Regions from separate parts of the Mus musculus genome. Here all the other regions are linked to region 1. A link is a contact called in public ChIA-PET, Hi-C, HiChIP or PLAC-seq and promoter capture Hi-C data. All regions are on one chromosome and are shown on one strand. The core of a region is the stretch at or near the end of the contact, and the rest is flanking DNA. Distances in the headings are between cores, read along the strand shown.

Region 1 (2,754 bases), core at 85-2,584:
ATGCTGTGCTGTTTGTTACACTGTTACCTTGCATGCTTTGCTGTTTGTTACAGTTACCTTGCATGCTGTGCTGTTACACTGTTGCCTTGCATGCTGTGCTGTTACACTGTTGCCTTGCATGCTGTGCTGTTACACTGTTACCTTGCATGCTGTGCTGTTACACTGTTACCTTGCATGCTGTGCTGTTACACTGTTGCCTTGCATGCTGTGCTGTTACACTGTTGCCTTGCATGCTGTGCTGTTACACTGTTACCTTGCATGCTGTGCTGTTACACTGTTACCTTGCATGCTGTGCTGTTACACCGTTACCTTGCATGCTGTGCTGTTACATTGTTGCCTTGCATGCTGTGCTGTTACACTGTTGCCTTGCATGCTGTGCTGTTACACTGTTGCCTTGCATGCTGTGCTGTTACACCGTTACCTTGCATGCTGTGCTGTTACACCGTTACCTTGCATGCTGTGCTGTTACACTGTTACCTTGCATGCTGTGCTGTTACACTGTTGCCTTGCATGCTGTGCTGTTACACTGTTACCTTGCATGCTGTGCTGTTACACCGTTACCTTGCATGCTGTGCTGTTACATTGTTGCCTTGCATGCTGTGCTGTTACACTGTTGCCTTGCATGCTGTGCTGTTACACTGTTGCCTTGCATGCTGTGCTGTTACGCTCTTACAATGAAGAACAAACATTCTTCTAAATAAGTTTAAAACTGCTCTTCCCAGCTCTTGAAAGTGGATCTGGAGACCCCTCAATAGTGTGAAAGAGAATTTAGGGGATCCCCAAGAAGGACTGAAGAAAGAAGAGCACATAACAGGGGTGTCCAAGGCCCTCCATTACTAGCCATGCTCATTGTACCCACACGCTATATCAGAAAGCTTATTACATTTCTTGGGTGAAGCCTTTGTTTTCCAGTAAAAGAGAAAGAACAAAGAAAAAACACACAGGCACCTTGGCCTGATGTTCTGGTCTTGGACAGGGAACATCCCCTCCTAGACTTGGTTTTCTACTCAGTAGGGTGAAGGTTGAGTATCTGATAGACAGTCATGCTCTGCACTCTGAGGGTCCACAGACTCCGTGTTGTGAGAGAGCTTGGCCCTAGATGGGGAATCATAGAAGTTCAGCAAGCTGAAGGACAGGACAAAGTAGCCATGATTTAGGCCACTGCCAGATGTCAGGTCACCTACCTGCTGGACAGGGCATGGAGCAGGGTCCAGCCTGCGTGCTGGTGTTCTGAAGAGATAAGGGTCAACATTATCACTGTGTCTAGAAGGCTAGATGAATCAGAACAGAGCCCAAAGTCCACCTGCCTTCCTTCTGAGTTTCACTTTTGAGCAGAAGGTAAATGTGCTGCTCTGACTGGAGCCTCATTTTAGACTGACCCTCGGGGACTCAACTCTGCCTACAGATTGACACCATTCAAATCTTCCTTCACGCAAACTGGTGACGCTTCCACTTTCCTTGCCTGCTCCATCACCAGTCACTATGCTCTCCTGTCCTTAGACACCTGCTATGTGAATGAAGGACACACTTGTGACTGGGTGAGACCAACAGCCTCCATTTCACCCTAAAGGAAAGAGCAACAGGTGAGTGGCTTGGAGAGTCTCTCATGAAGGATGGACATGGGAGTGGGGGTGGGGTGGGGAGGAGTCAACTAAGATGAGGAAGTAGGTAGAGTCAGCATCCTGTCAGGAAATGGCTCTTACTTCCTGTTGATCTCCACTGCACATTTTTTAGAGAGTAGTGTTTTGAGACAGACTCCCACTCTATAGCCAATGCCGGCTTCCAACAAATGGCAATCCTCCTGCCTCAGCCTTCTGGGTGCTGAGATTATAGTGAGCTACCACAACAAGCTGAGTTTTTCCTCTTTTTAACATCATTGTCTCTTTAGCTCAGGACTGATTTTTCTTTCCAATCAAAAAACTTCCTTCAGCTCAGGTTGGCCTCAAACCAGACATTGTCTTGCCTCATCCTCTTCAGTATCTGCCTCCTGGTGTATGGAATTTCAATCTCAGGATTCACGAGAGGTAGAGGAAGGACTTCAAGGTCATCCTTGGCTGTGTTGCAAGTTAGAAGCCAACTGGACTAAGTGAGACCTGAGGGGGAGCCTAAGGGATAACGTACAGTGTAACTCCATCGTGAGAGTTCAAATGTGAGTGAGTGAGTCAGCTGTGATCAACAACTGAAAAGAACGGGGCCAGGCCATGATCTGATGATGACAGGTTTGGTGCTAGTTGTCTATTAAGATAGCATAGCCATCAGAAGTCCTAGTTTGCTTGCTATTGCTGTGATAAATATCAAGACCAAAAGCAACCTAGGAAAGAAAGGGTTAATTTCATCTTACAGCTGGCAGACCACTATGAAGGGAAATCAAGGCAGGAACCCAAGCAGTAACCTGGAGGCAGACACTGAGGCAGAGACCATGGAGCAACACTGCTTGCCCTCTGTGACTTGCTCAGCTTGTTTTTTTACATCATGCAAGCCCACCTGCCCAGGGGTGGCACTGCCCGCAGTGGGCTGGGTCCTTTCCCATCAATCGTTAATTAAGAAAAATTCCCCCACAGATTTGCTCATAGGCCAATCTGATGGAGGCAGTTCCTCAGTTAGGATCCCTTTTCTCAGATGACTCTAGCTTCTGTCGAGTTAACAAAACAAAACAAACAAAAACCAATGCAGAAACTGCAAGGCATGGTGGGTAATCACAGCTGTACTTTCTTCTATGTTTGCTCCAGGGAGGATGGTGGATTGCCCACGGTA
Region 2 (2,754 bases), core at 139-2,638, 400 kb before region 1:
TGCTGTGCTATCATTGTTTGCCAAAGTGCAGAATTAAAAAAAGTCAACATGGCAAGGACTTAAAAGTGAGACTTCACAAGGTTAAAAAAATTTACTCCAACTTTTATGTCCACCTGACATTACCTCGGCTCCCCAGGCCTCCTTCAAACCTCTCAGCAGCCACCCAGTTCCATCTATACCCTAGCATCCCACAAGGTCCCACCACTGACAGGTCTCATGGCTGAACACACCTGACCAGCAACTCCTCAAATCACCAACTTCAAGTCCTGTCCCTGTCTACAAGACTTTTAGCTCTGCAGAGAAACATCCCAGCTTCCTCCTACGACCTCCCTTTTTGCCATAATGGGGAAAACTGCCAGCTTCTGTGTCACCTTCCACTGTGGCATCTGCCAATAGCTTCTGCAGACCACCCCCAACCATCACCGCTAAGCCTGGACACCTCTTAGGATGTTAGTTTACAGGAATTCTACTCAAGGTTTGCTGACAGCAGAGACTGCTCTCGGAAGCTGAAGATCTCGGGAAACCTCTGCAAGGTGGGACATGACTACACTCACACCCCACTACCCCTGGAGCAATGTTTTGGTTTAACCCTGGGTCATCATCAGGCTTTTATTGAAACGGGTTGGGTGAGTTTAGCTGCTTCTCTTTTGCCCCTAACACTTTTACCTTAATGGCAGTGATGGCGAAGGCTATTTTCCGCCGCCCATCGATGTTGGTGTTGAGTACTCGCAAAATGTGCTGGAACTTCTCAGGGATCACTAGAGACTGAAAGAACACGGGCAGTTATCAAGACAGGTTACCCCCAAACCGGGAAGGTGGCCGAGGCAGGGTTGGATTGTCTGCTAAGTTCTTACACAACTCCTCAGTCACCGGGGCTCACCCCTAACGCGCTCAGGCGCGGGAAATCGCAACCTCTGACAAGAGGGTGGACGTCGGCCGCGGCCCCCAATTCCCTGGACAGGGGAAGCGGGAGGAGCCCACACACAGCCAAGCTCCTGGCAGCTTTGCTGTGTAAGAGGAGCGAGCATTCCTCGGGGCCCCGATCCCCGGGATTTCACGTCTTAGGTCGTCCCCTCTCGGGTCACACTCCATCGCTCCACAGAGGGCTGTGGGCCCGCAGCATGGGGCACTCTCTGAGTCCTGACGGAAATCTCTCCCTGCCCCGGCTCCGATGTCGCAGGATCCCGGCGCGGATTCCGCTCTTACCATGGCGGCGGCACAGACGGCGGCGTGTAGGCCTCCTGTGGAAGAGAGAGCGGAAGTGACGTATAAGTCTTATATAGATTCCTGGCGGAAGAGGCGGGGCTATCCCCGGAGGTCCACTTCCGGAAATTGCTTCTCTCCCCGTCTCCCCCTAAGGGAGGAGTTGTATTGAGACAGTTTTGGAAGGGACCGGAGCTATAACTTCCGGTTCGGCCTTCTCTGTCGTCGTACCGTTCTTGTGTGGGCGCGGAGCGAAGGTTCCGGAACAGAGTTGTGTTCGAGACGTTCACCTTCCTGTTTGCACTTGACCGAAATGATCAAAGCCTAACCGGAGAGGCTGGAGCCGATCGCCTTAGCTCAAATATCTGGGACCCTTTTTTGCTCCATAGAAGACATTCCAGGACTTGTAGCTTTGCTTCGGGAAACGGACTTTCTGAGACTGACAGCTGCCGGAAGTCGGAAGTGAAGCTGCGGGGGAATGGCAGCCGCAGCGACCATGGCGGCCGCTGCCCGGGAGCTGGTGTTGCGGGCTGGGGCCTCAGATGTAGAGGAGGAGGAGGGCCCGCTGGTGAGAGCACGGGGCTGTAGGTCCTCCGGAGTATCGTCAGGTTGTCCCTCTCCTCAGGCGTAGGCTCCATTTAGACAAGAGGTTCGGAGCCGTCTTGCCACGGGTGATGGTGACCTAGCCTTCGTAGGGACCAAAGTGGCTGAAACCCAAGCCCCAGGGACAGTGTCAGCTTCCTGTTCACGATTTTTAGTAGAAAAAAATTTTAGTGTTTAGCGTAAAAGGTTAAGAACGTGGCCTCTGGAACCAATTTGCCCGGGGTCCCACCTCCAGCCCCACCGCTTGAAAGCTATGCTGTGTTTTCGGTGCCAAAACTTCCCACACCTTTACAGTGCAAACGCTGTTAGGACATACCTTATAGGTGGTCGTTAGGATTAGCCGAATGAGCATGTTAAATGGTGTACCAGACACAGGGGTAAACACTATGTAAGCTGGCGATTTTAGCCTCTGGAATTCCCTCAGGGATCACCTGGAATAGCTGGAAACTGAGGTCCTAAATTCAAAGGCAAGTTTGACTAGTCCTAGTTTTTTCTCATTTGAACAACTCCAGCAACTCCATGAATTGCCTGATATTCTCAGTAGCCCAAGATTGTAGATTTGAACGCATCAGAATCTTTGACCCACTTACTCCGGCACCCCCCACCCCCCAAAGCACCCCCCACCTCACTTGGAGGATTAAGGATACCCGATTATGTTTTGTTTCCAACATCTCTTTCTGTATCCCACATTCATTAACCTGTCCCTCTTCAGGGGGGGGGTTCTGGACTCCAAGAACCCCTACAACTTGGAGAGTTGGACATCACCTCTGATGAATTCATCTTGGATGAAGTGGATGGTAAGTGCTGACATGGGGTGGGAGCAAAGTAGACCCCTTTATTCTTTAGAAATATATTACATGACCCCAGTAGATTACCCTCTATGGTTTCTTTCTTTTGTATGTGTGTGTGTTTTTATTTTTAATTTATTTTTATTTTTTTGGTTTTTTT
Region 3 (2,754 bases), core at 185-2,684, 280 kb before region 1:
CACAGTAACGCCATAGACTTAACCCATTGATGACCTGAGTTGTGTTTTGGTGGTGTTCTTACTCTGCTCTGTTGTTGGCTCCCTATCTGAGGTGAGTAGGAATTTATTCACATCTCATTAGGAATGGCATCACGCAATACCTTAAATGAAGTACAGGGATACATACCTCCCTGAGCAGCCCAGATGCACAAGCAAAGCAGATCTTGGCCTTAGTGAAAGGCAACAAAGTAGCTTGCTTCCGTTGGTGGATGCAACCATGTTAGCCCCCTGCTGATCTTGCACTACACGTTGATCTGTTCCTGAGCGGTCTGTGGCTTTCCCCAGTACAGGAGGTGAAAGGATGTGTCCTACTCCTGTTGTGACAGCTCTGGTGTGCAGCCTCGCTGTTTCATCTGTGAAGGGCTCGGAAGGCACACATACTCCACCAAGTGTGGGGCTCATGGTGACACGCTCTCTGGTTGTGTCCACATCGCCCCGTGCAAATCAGGTGGAAGCCACCTGTTCTTGCTGAAGGTTTACCTCAGTCCAGTGGGGATTACTCTTTCTATTCTTTTTAAATGGAGGCTGACCAGGCCAGCTCAGTCGGTCAACAGGGTCTCGAGGGAGGGAGCCAGGATTGAAAAGACAAAGACAACACTATACCATGACTCCAGCCAGCGCTGAGGCTGAAGTAGCTTTATTTTTCTCCAGCCTGCTTTTCTATCATCCTAGGCCCACCCCGCACCCCGCCGATTCTGCACTACACATTGATCTGTTCCTGAGCTGTCCGCGGCTTTCCCCAGTACAGGAGGTGAAAGAGAATGCACACCCTGTTATATCCAGAAGACATGGCCAGGTCTTAGATCAAAGACAAAGTAAGCGAAGGAAGTAGTAAACAAGGACCCCTTGACTTCAGAGGATATGTTAAAGGAAACACTAAAGTATAGAGAGGTATGTTCTTATCAAGGGTGTGTATATGTGTGTGTGTGTGTGTGTGTGTGTATGCGTGTGTGTGAACTCATGTGTGCGGAAGCATGTGTGCACGTGTGAGTTTATGTGCACCAAGAGCATGCAGCTCGTTGTGAAGGCCAAAAGGTAGATCCCCCAGAGCTGCAGTTACAGGTGACAGGGATCTGCTTGACCCAGTGCTAGGATTCAACCTGGGTCTTCTGCAGGAATGGTAAGTGCTTTTAACCACCAAGCCATCTCTCAGCCCCAGGAGCTGAGTCCTTTGCTCTTACGCCATCTTTGTCTTAGTGTTTCTATTCGTTCTCTTTCTCACTGCTGTGACCAGAGCCCTGACAAGAAGCACCATAAGGAAGGAGGAGGTTTAGTGTGGCCTTCAGTTCCAAATGATCTGGCACTTCATGGCGGAAGAGGCATGGCAGTAGCATGAGGCAACTGGTCACACTGCCTCAGCAGTCACGACCTAGACAGACAGGAAATGTACTGGGCTGTAAAACCACATGGCCAGCCCTCCAGTGATCCACTTCCTCTAGCAAGCCTCTATCTCCTACAGAAGAGACCTATCTTCTGTAAGGTCTCAAATAACATAATGGCACCAGCTGGGAGCTAAGTGTACAAATACGGGAGCCCATGTGGGACACAGCCACACAGTGATTCTGTGGTGTTCGGTGGCTTCTGTGTCTACTGAGCTGGGCAGGCAGCTTTTGCTATTCTGACAGCTTAGGGCTCCCTTCTTCTGTAACTTCATTAGCTTGCTAACGGATCTGTTATGCTTTGGGGATGTTATATCCTGAGAGCTAAGGGACACTTTACCTCTCCAGTTCCCCAGTTAAGCCTGAGTTCTCCAGTTATTTTATTTGCCCAATTCTCTAGTGTTGTCTTTGCAGACGGCCCACAAAAGCCACTCAGAGAGCCTTAGACAAAGATTATAAACTCAGCCTGCCCGCCATGGCAGCTACTGATCATTCATGGCTTCACTTAAATTTAAATAATTTAAATCTGACAGCATGATAGTGTCTGATCTTCCAACCTCCATGCTGGCAGACAGCAGATAGACATTTGACAGCAGAGACTTCTGCTGGGGAGGGTGCTCTCAGCATTCTCTGATGGCCGTGTTTAAGGTTACAGTTTGGATCTGGAATGCTCTCCCAGAGTTTTGTGGGTTGATGGCTTGGTCCCTGATGCACTATAGTTCAGAGGTGAGCAGTTAGCAGACCTGGAGCTTGTCAGATTCATCCATTGGTGGATTTAAAAAAAAATTATTTATTTATTTATTTATTTATTTATTTATTTATTTATTGTCTATGAGTACACACACTCTCTCTCTCCCCCTCTCCCCCCCCCATAAAATAAAACTAAACAATTAGTCTTTTAAAAGACCAAGTGTTAGAACAACTTACCCCAGCTTCCTTCCTCAGCCCCACTCTTCCGCCACACTCCCTCAGGACTGTGAGGGAAGTTCAGGCTGAGACTTTCTGATCATGCAGAGGAGCCCTCAGGACAACCACAATATCTTAGCTGCTCATCTAGATCCCGGAGATCTCAGCTGAGCTGGATGAGGGCTGAAAGGATACACACTCAGCTATTAAAATCTCCTTAGAGAGTGAGAGACACTTTCCATCCCTCCTCCTTCTCCTTCGCCTCACCCACAGAAGCCTGGGAACCTGGGGACCTTGTAGTCTAATGGTCAGACCCCTGGCTGGGGCTTCTTCTCTTCCTATAGGACAGCTTTGCTCCGACACTGGTTCCAGTGGCTTCTAGAACTCTCTAGCATTACCTTTCTGCCTTAGACCCTTCTGTGGACAGGAG
Region 4 (2,754 bases), core at 130-2,629, 290 kb after region 1:
ATTTACAAAGGCAGATGGCAGCCTTCCTGATCTCCTGGCTACACTTTTCTGTGTCATTAGGAAGCCCAGCAGTTTCTATTATCCTTAAACCAACTTCACTTTCTGAGCAAGTTGAAGCCCAAGGTCACTTTTCCAAGGCAGGTTAGCAAAGCCTGGTAAGAGGAGAGTTTCCGACAAACAAGTGGCTCCAAAGGGCAAAAGACACTTAGATTTCAATGAATTCAGGTGTGTAACTATTTACTTGTCTTCCTAAACTGCTACGCAAAGCTCGTTTGTAGGCTATGTATGTTTAAGTAAGAGTTGGGTCAGAGCCTCTTGGTTTAATTATTTATTTAATATCTCCGAGGACGTTTGTTAGTACACGTATTCTTTTTATATTCTAATCAGTGTAAAGCTTGTCAGTATTTCTTTTACCCTGTATCATCAATGAAGCTCTGGGTGTGATCCACAGTACCACATAAATCAGGCACAGTGGGGCATGCCCGTGGTCCCAGCATCCTCTTCTACATAGAGTTCCAGGCCAGCAAGGGATACACATGACCCTGTCAATAACACCAAGAACAACATATGCCAAAGTAAGGTGCTTAGATAATAAGGGGTTCTCGTTCCCGGAAGAACTGTGCTGGTCCAGCCGGTGCAGGCAGTTTGCCCAGCAAGGCTGAGTCACAAACGGGATCTATCTACACCTTCTGTAGGGAGGAGGAGAGCTGTTCTCTGCCGCTCCTCTCACTGGAGCATGGGATACCAGTTACACACGAAATATATAGGACAAACTAAGCTGGTGCGGAATGAGGTCACTGAGGGATCACACTGCTAGCGGGCTGGAGCACTATCCAAGAATCGCAGGCTCCATCTGAGAGTTTCGAAATCCAGGTCTGCAATTTAATATATTTTCTCATGATGGACATGCTCATTCGAGTTTGAAAAACACTACGATTCTGGATCAGGGGGCTCAGTTGAAGGGCAATGATGGATATGTGGCAAAAGTCAATCAAGGATGAGCCAAAATGGACAGGGGTTGATTTCAGCTAAGATCTCTGAATTTGGGTATAATAACAGGGGAGGGTCTGAAAGCAGCTAAAATCTCAGCCTTTACATTTGAACTGAAGCTCGAACTTAGGGTCTTTACGCATGCTTGGTAAAGCTCTCTACCACTGCTCTCTCTTCCTCAGCCCAAGTTTCCCATTTCTGGCCTTTTTACATTTTGACTAAACCAGTCAGCCAGATCTTTGTCAACCTCGGTTCGATTTGGCTAATTCTATTGCTTAGGTCTAGTCCGGTTGCTAAGGTATGGCGCTTCACGGTTGCTAGGGAAATGGCGTCACCATAGAGGCGGGACAAGGAACCTCTTCGTGCTCCTGATTGGCCGTCGTGTTAGGGACTAGCTTCTCCGTCTCTGAGGGCTCGAGAGCTGATAGAGACTCTCAGCTGCTCCCAGGCTGCCCTTCCAGGCCTCAACATCATACACAATGCAACAACTGTGACTTAGGCCGTCCTGCTATGCTCCTTGGTCTCTCAGGTACTTTTTGACCCGGTCAAGTGCCCATAGTTGGGGCGACTACCCGAACCATGGGGAATTACAGAATTTATAGTTCTAAACTAGACCTGGGTGGATTCTAGCTTGGGAAGGGGGGAAAAAAAGGAGAAACTTTTAGCACTACGAGGAGTCTTAACTAGGAATTCTGGAATTTACATGGTTTCGGTTTTTTGTTTGTTTGTTTGTTTGTTTTTTTCACCTGCTCAGGTCTGAACTACACTTGACCCATCACTTTCCAGACTAAACTGTTCTTTCCTTTATCTGTTGTGGAAGGGATCAGGAGATCCAATGGAGACCTCACCTATCAGCCCAATGAACGAGAAGAACACCGCTCAGCCGCAGCAGCGGGAAGAGAACGCCCAGCAAATCTTAAATACAGCCATTCCGTTTAGGCAGCGGTCCCCAGGTCTTCTCCCTGAAGCCCTGAAGGTGGGAGTGAGACCGGATCCAGCCAATCAAATTGTAGAGACTCAAGAGATTGAACATCCCGTGGCTGGATTTGAAGGTGACTCTGATCAATTTCAAGTCTCAACCAATGAGATGGCAGAGCACCTCCAAGCTTCTGATCTTTGGTACTGTCCTGATGGGAGTTTTGTAAAGAAGATCATAGTCCCTGGCCATGGCTTAGACAAACCCAAGCTAGGCTCCAAATGCCAAGTGTTGGCTTTGGGATTTCCTTTTGGATCTGGGATGCCAGAGGGCTGGACAGAACTAACCATAGGCATAGGACAATGGAGGGAAAAAATGTGGGGGGAACTCATGGAAAAATGCCTGGAGTCTATGCGTCAAGGTGAGGAGGCAAAGATTCACCTTCCTGGATCCTCTGCACCTCTTGCTAAACTCAGACTGGATTCCTTCACCAATGGCCGGGACTCCTGGGAGATGGAGGCTATGGAGAAGGAGGCTCTGGCCAAAGAAGAACACAGAAGGGGTACAGAACTGTTTCGAGCTGGGAACCCTCAAGGGGCTGCCCGATGCTATGGACGGGCTCTCCGACTGCTGCTGACGTTGCCCCCACCCGGCCCTCCCGAACGAACTACCCTTTATGCCAATCTGGCTGCCTGCCAGTTGCTGCTAGGACACCCCCAGTTGGCAGCCCAGAGCTGTGACCGAGTGCTGGAGCGGGAGCCGGGCCATTTAAAGGCCTTATACCGAAGGGGGGTTGCTCGGGCTGCCCTCGGGGACTTGGAAAAAGCCACTGCTGATTTCAAGAAAGT
Region 5 (2,754 bases), core at 143-2,642, 260 kb before region 1:
TCACTGGAAGAGAGACTTGGTTCAGGGCTGGACCAAGGCTGTGAGTAGGTCCCCTCATTCATGCAGACATCTGCAGAGAGTACACTGTGTCCCCTGGAGTTGCAGTTACAGAATGTCGTGAGCAGCCTCTTGAGGGCGCTGTTTCCCAAACTCTGGTCCTCTGGCAGAGCAGCGTGGGATTTTAAGGCTGAGTATTTCCCAGCCTGCCCACCCACTGCATCTTTTGAGATGGCTCTGCTGCTGACCCTAAAGCCCTAGAGCTCACCTGTTTGGCTAGACTGGCTGGCTAGCCAGTTACACGGATCTCCCTGTCTCTGCCCCGCCACGGCTGAGGGTTTACAGACATGTGCCACCATGCCTGGCTTTTTCGGTGTGTTGGGAATCCAAACTCACGTCCTTGTGCTTGTGTGGCAAGCACTTTACCCACAGAGCCACCTCCGCAGCACCCGGAACGAGTATTTGTTACAAACTTCACTGAGCCAAAGCAACTCGCTGGAGCCAAAGTCGCAGACTTCTCAGACAGCGTCAAGCTTGAAAACCCTTGATTTCAGCCTCTTTGGAAGATGGCTGCCACAAGTTTGATGGAAGTTCTCTTTACCCATTTCTATTTCCTTTCTCTTTTTTGAGACAAAGTTTCTCTATGTAGCCTGGCTGGCCTGGAACTTACTGTGTAAACCAGGCTGCCATTGAACTCATAGAGATTCACCTGCCTCAGCCTCCAGAGTGCTGGCATTAAAGGCGTGGCCTGAATCTCTCTATTTACTGTATTGACTGAGTCCTTCCAGTGCCAGCCATTGGCTGAGTTCACCAATAGGCAAACGCTAGGTGCATGCGGACCCTGGTCAACCTCTGGCCAGCGTGCAAGAGGGTGTCTGGGGACTAGAAGGGACAAATGGAGACCACCAATGTCCTCTGCCCACCCCATGTCACTTGTAGGAACTGCCTGTAGTGTTCCTTCAGGGGGAGCATCTTCAGCCGTTACACAGTCTTCCTTACAGATAAAATAAAATAATGTTTTTGAAAATGATTTACAAATATAAGAGTTTCTATGCTGTGATTTATTATATCCAATGATCTCCCTTTAAAAGTTCTTAGTGTGTTTTGTTTTATATTTTACCCCCCAAAATTTCCAGAGGGACCCACAGGAAAAATCAGGTTCTATCATGGACCAGATGGAGGCTTTGCCCAGCATAGCCATTTGGTGCTCTGTGACTTCTCTGCTCCTTCCTGAAGCCCCTTCTTGAAAGGTGAAGTGACAGATGACCCATGGCCTCCACTCTCCACCTTCTCACCCAGACTCTTTACTTCCTTGCCCAGCAACAAACCCATTATCTCAGAGAACTGCTCTGATTGGCTGCTTACCGCAAGGGTCTTCCCCTAACCTGGACTCTGTTTCTTTTTACCTCGATCTTGCTCCCTTGCTTCCCAAACAGACGTTGTTAGAGCCACTCACCCCAGCAATGGTCCTTTTTGTGGAGCTGGTCCCGGTACTCCTAACCGCAATGAGCTTCCTGAGTCCCCGAGGAGTAAGGGCCATCAAGGGTAAGTGCTGGGGACACCTGGGAGTGGGAGAGTACAGCACAGGGGAAAGTGTCTCTCTCTGTGTCGGGTATATGGCAACTCCCTCCACCTGCAGACAAATCCCTGCCACCTCCATTGTGGGCCTAACCACTGGGCTGAGGCTGGGTCTCTTCTGGGCTTCTTTTACATTCAGAGCCCCCCTCAGCTCTTCCTCTTTTCTGAGATCCGTGCCCTCACCCGCCTCACTGCAGAGCACCCTGGCTCCTGAACCACTTCCTGGCTGCAACAAGCAGTTCTCATCCAGCTTTGTTGCAGTGTTTTGGTTTTCCCCGTTTGTTTTCTGTCACGCTGGGCTCATGACAGTCCCTTACATTCCTCAGAAGTGTAGAGCTCTGAAAGAGTCAGTGGAAATGTAGCCCTGACACCAGGAAACAGCACTTTGTCGAGGGTGAGACCTATTAATCAACACTCCCAGATGGAAGGTGGAATGTAAAGTTTGAATCTTGGGGTGTTTGTTTGTTTGTTTGTTTCTTTATTAAATTGGCTTTTTGAGACAGGGTTTCTCTGTGTAGCCCTGGCTGTCCTGGAACTTACTCTGTAGACCAGGCTGGCCTCAAACTCAGAAATCTGCCTGCCTCTGCCTCTCAAGTGCGCCGTTGCTGCTGCCAGGATTGAACTCCTGACTTTATGTCCTGTGTTATCTTACAATACTTTGGGAACTTCTCTCTCCCTCCATGTGTTAATGAGGCAGAGTTTCATTGAACTAGGCAGCCCACGCTGGTCTTGAACTTCTGATCTTTCTGTCTCTACCCTCTCTGTGCTGGGGTTGTAGGGATGTGCTGTCATGCCTGGCTTGTGGAAAGCGGCCCTTTTCCTCACCCTGGTCTCTGGATCATGGATATTATTACATCATGCTCCTGTCTGTCACTGTCCCTCACCCACTCCTATGCTAGCTTTCTTTCCCAAAAGCTCCCTTCAGTGCTTCCCCTTAACCATTTCCTCCTCGCCCCAAATTTACCATCTTACACACAAGGTCTGACAGGGTGGCTGCCTCTACAGCTACAGCAGATGATGGAGGCCTGGAAACCTGACACCATCTCCTGTGGGCTGTCTCTCCTTTTCCCAGCCTGCTTTGTCAGCTCCACCCATGCATGCAGTGGCCACGCCCCCTCTGCCCTCCCCCTTTCGTGTCTCTGGAACTTTTCAAGGGGCTGCTATGGCTTTGCAGGGCTG

Evidence for each region. Promoter capture Hi-C pulls out the DNA fragments that hold promoters and counts their contacts. Hi-C and Micro-C count contacts between places; a contact is called where the count stands out from the background. ChIA-PET counts read pairs in DNA pulled down with a chosen protein or histone mark. HiChIP or PLAC-seq counts read pairs in DNA pulled down with a chosen protein or histone mark.
Region 2: an H3K4me3 HiChIP or PLAC-seq map of the 230-238 cell line shows a contact between it and region 1, with 13 read pairs. The contact joins the promoter of Vps52 here to the promoter of Btnl2 in region 1. A contact is called at or near these places in 2 of 39 promoter capture datasets (liver and pre-B cells) and 1 of 115 datasets of contacts at active chromatin or transcription factors (the 230-238 cell line).
Region 3: a contact with region 1 is called in an RNA polymerase II ChIA-PET map of memory CD8 T cells, with 10 read pairs. The contact joins the enhancer-like site here to the promoter of Btnl2 in region 1. A contact is called at or near these places in 8 of 39 promoter capture datasets (HPC-7-derived erythroid cells, cranial neural crest, frontonasal cranial neural crest and 5 more), 1 of 15 datasets of contacts at CTCF or cohesin (large pre-B cells), 26 of 484 Hi-C or Micro-C datasets (the Ba/F3 cell line, CD4 T cells, CD8 T cells and 15 more), 4 of 115 datasets of contacts at active chromatin or transcription factors (acute myeloid leukemia, embryonic stem cells, large pre-B cells and 1 more) and 2 of 9 other capture datasets (embryonic stem cells and macrophages).
Region 4: a contact with region 1 is called in a Hi-C map of B cells, with 8 read pairs. The contact joins the promoter of Fkbpl here to the promoter of Btnl2 in region 1. A contact is called at or near these places in 1 of 39 promoter capture datasets (hippocampal neurons), 1 of 484 Hi-C or Micro-C datasets (B cells) and 1 of 115 datasets of contacts at active chromatin or transcription factors (bone marrow-derived macrophages).
Region 5: a contact with region 1 is called in a promoter capture Hi-C map of liver, with 6 times the contacts expected there. The contact joins the promoter of H2-Oa here to the promoter of Btnl2 in region 1. A contact is called at or near these places in 11 of 39 promoter capture datasets (the 3T3-L1 cell line, the HPC-7 cell line, cranial neural crest and 6 more), 10 of 484 Hi-C or Micro-C datasets (CD4 T cells, CD8 T cells, ECoMG-derived neutrophils and 6 more), 2 of 115 datasets of contacts at active chromatin or transcription factors (acute myeloid leukemia and large pre-B cells) and 2 of 9 other capture datasets (adipose tissue and liver).

Annotation. Positions count from the first base shown.
Region 1 is chr17:34,353,488-34,356,241 of GRCm38.p6, forward strand. It overlaps Btnl2 (butyrophilin-like 2), which reads left to right and starts at 1,335. Exons shown (of 9, transcript NM_079835.2): 1 at 1,335-1,583; 2 at 2,730-2,754. The coding sequence starts at 2,735.
Region 2 is chr17:33,954,412-33,957,165 of GRCm38.p6, forward strand. It overlaps Vps52 (VPS52 GARP complex subunit), which reads left to right and starts at 1,389. Exons shown (of 20, transcript NM_172620.4): 1 at 1,389-1,771; 2 at 2,519-2,603. The coding sequence starts at 1,682. Rps18 (ribosomal protein S18) reads right to left here and starts at 1,254. Exons shown (of 5, transcript NM_011296.3): 1 at 1,207-1,254; 2 at 667-765. The coding sequence starts at 1,209.
Region 3 is chr17:34,070,862-34,073,615 of GRCm38.p6, forward strand. It overlaps the pseudogene H2-Pb. Among named protein-coding and RNA genes, the nearest start is that of H2-Oa, 20 kb to the right of the region's middle. Within about 2 kb of position 1,435, at least 42 of the 459 cell types and tissues checked have an H3K27ac peak or open chromatin away from gene starts, as enhancers often do. A contact at or near this core is called in ECoMG-derived neutrophils, the P5424 cell line, acute myeloid leukemia and 3 more, where this site is marked.
Region 4 is chr17:34,643,435-34,646,188 of GRCm38.p6, forward strand. Fkbpl (FK506 binding protein-like) reads left to right here and starts at 1,380. Exons shown (of 2, transcript NM_019873.3): 1 at 1,380-1,519; 2 at 1,811-2,754. The coding sequence starts at 1,826.
Region 5 is chr17:34,090,987-34,093,740 of GRCm38.p6, forward strand. H2-Oa (histocompatibility 2, O region alpha locus) reads left to right here and starts at 1,393. Exons shown (of 5, transcript NM_008206.2): 1 at 1,393-1,542. The coding sequence starts at 1,461. It overlaps BC051537 (cDNA sequence BC051537), which reads right to left. Exons shown (of 5, transcript NR_046183.1): 3 at 1,454-1,559.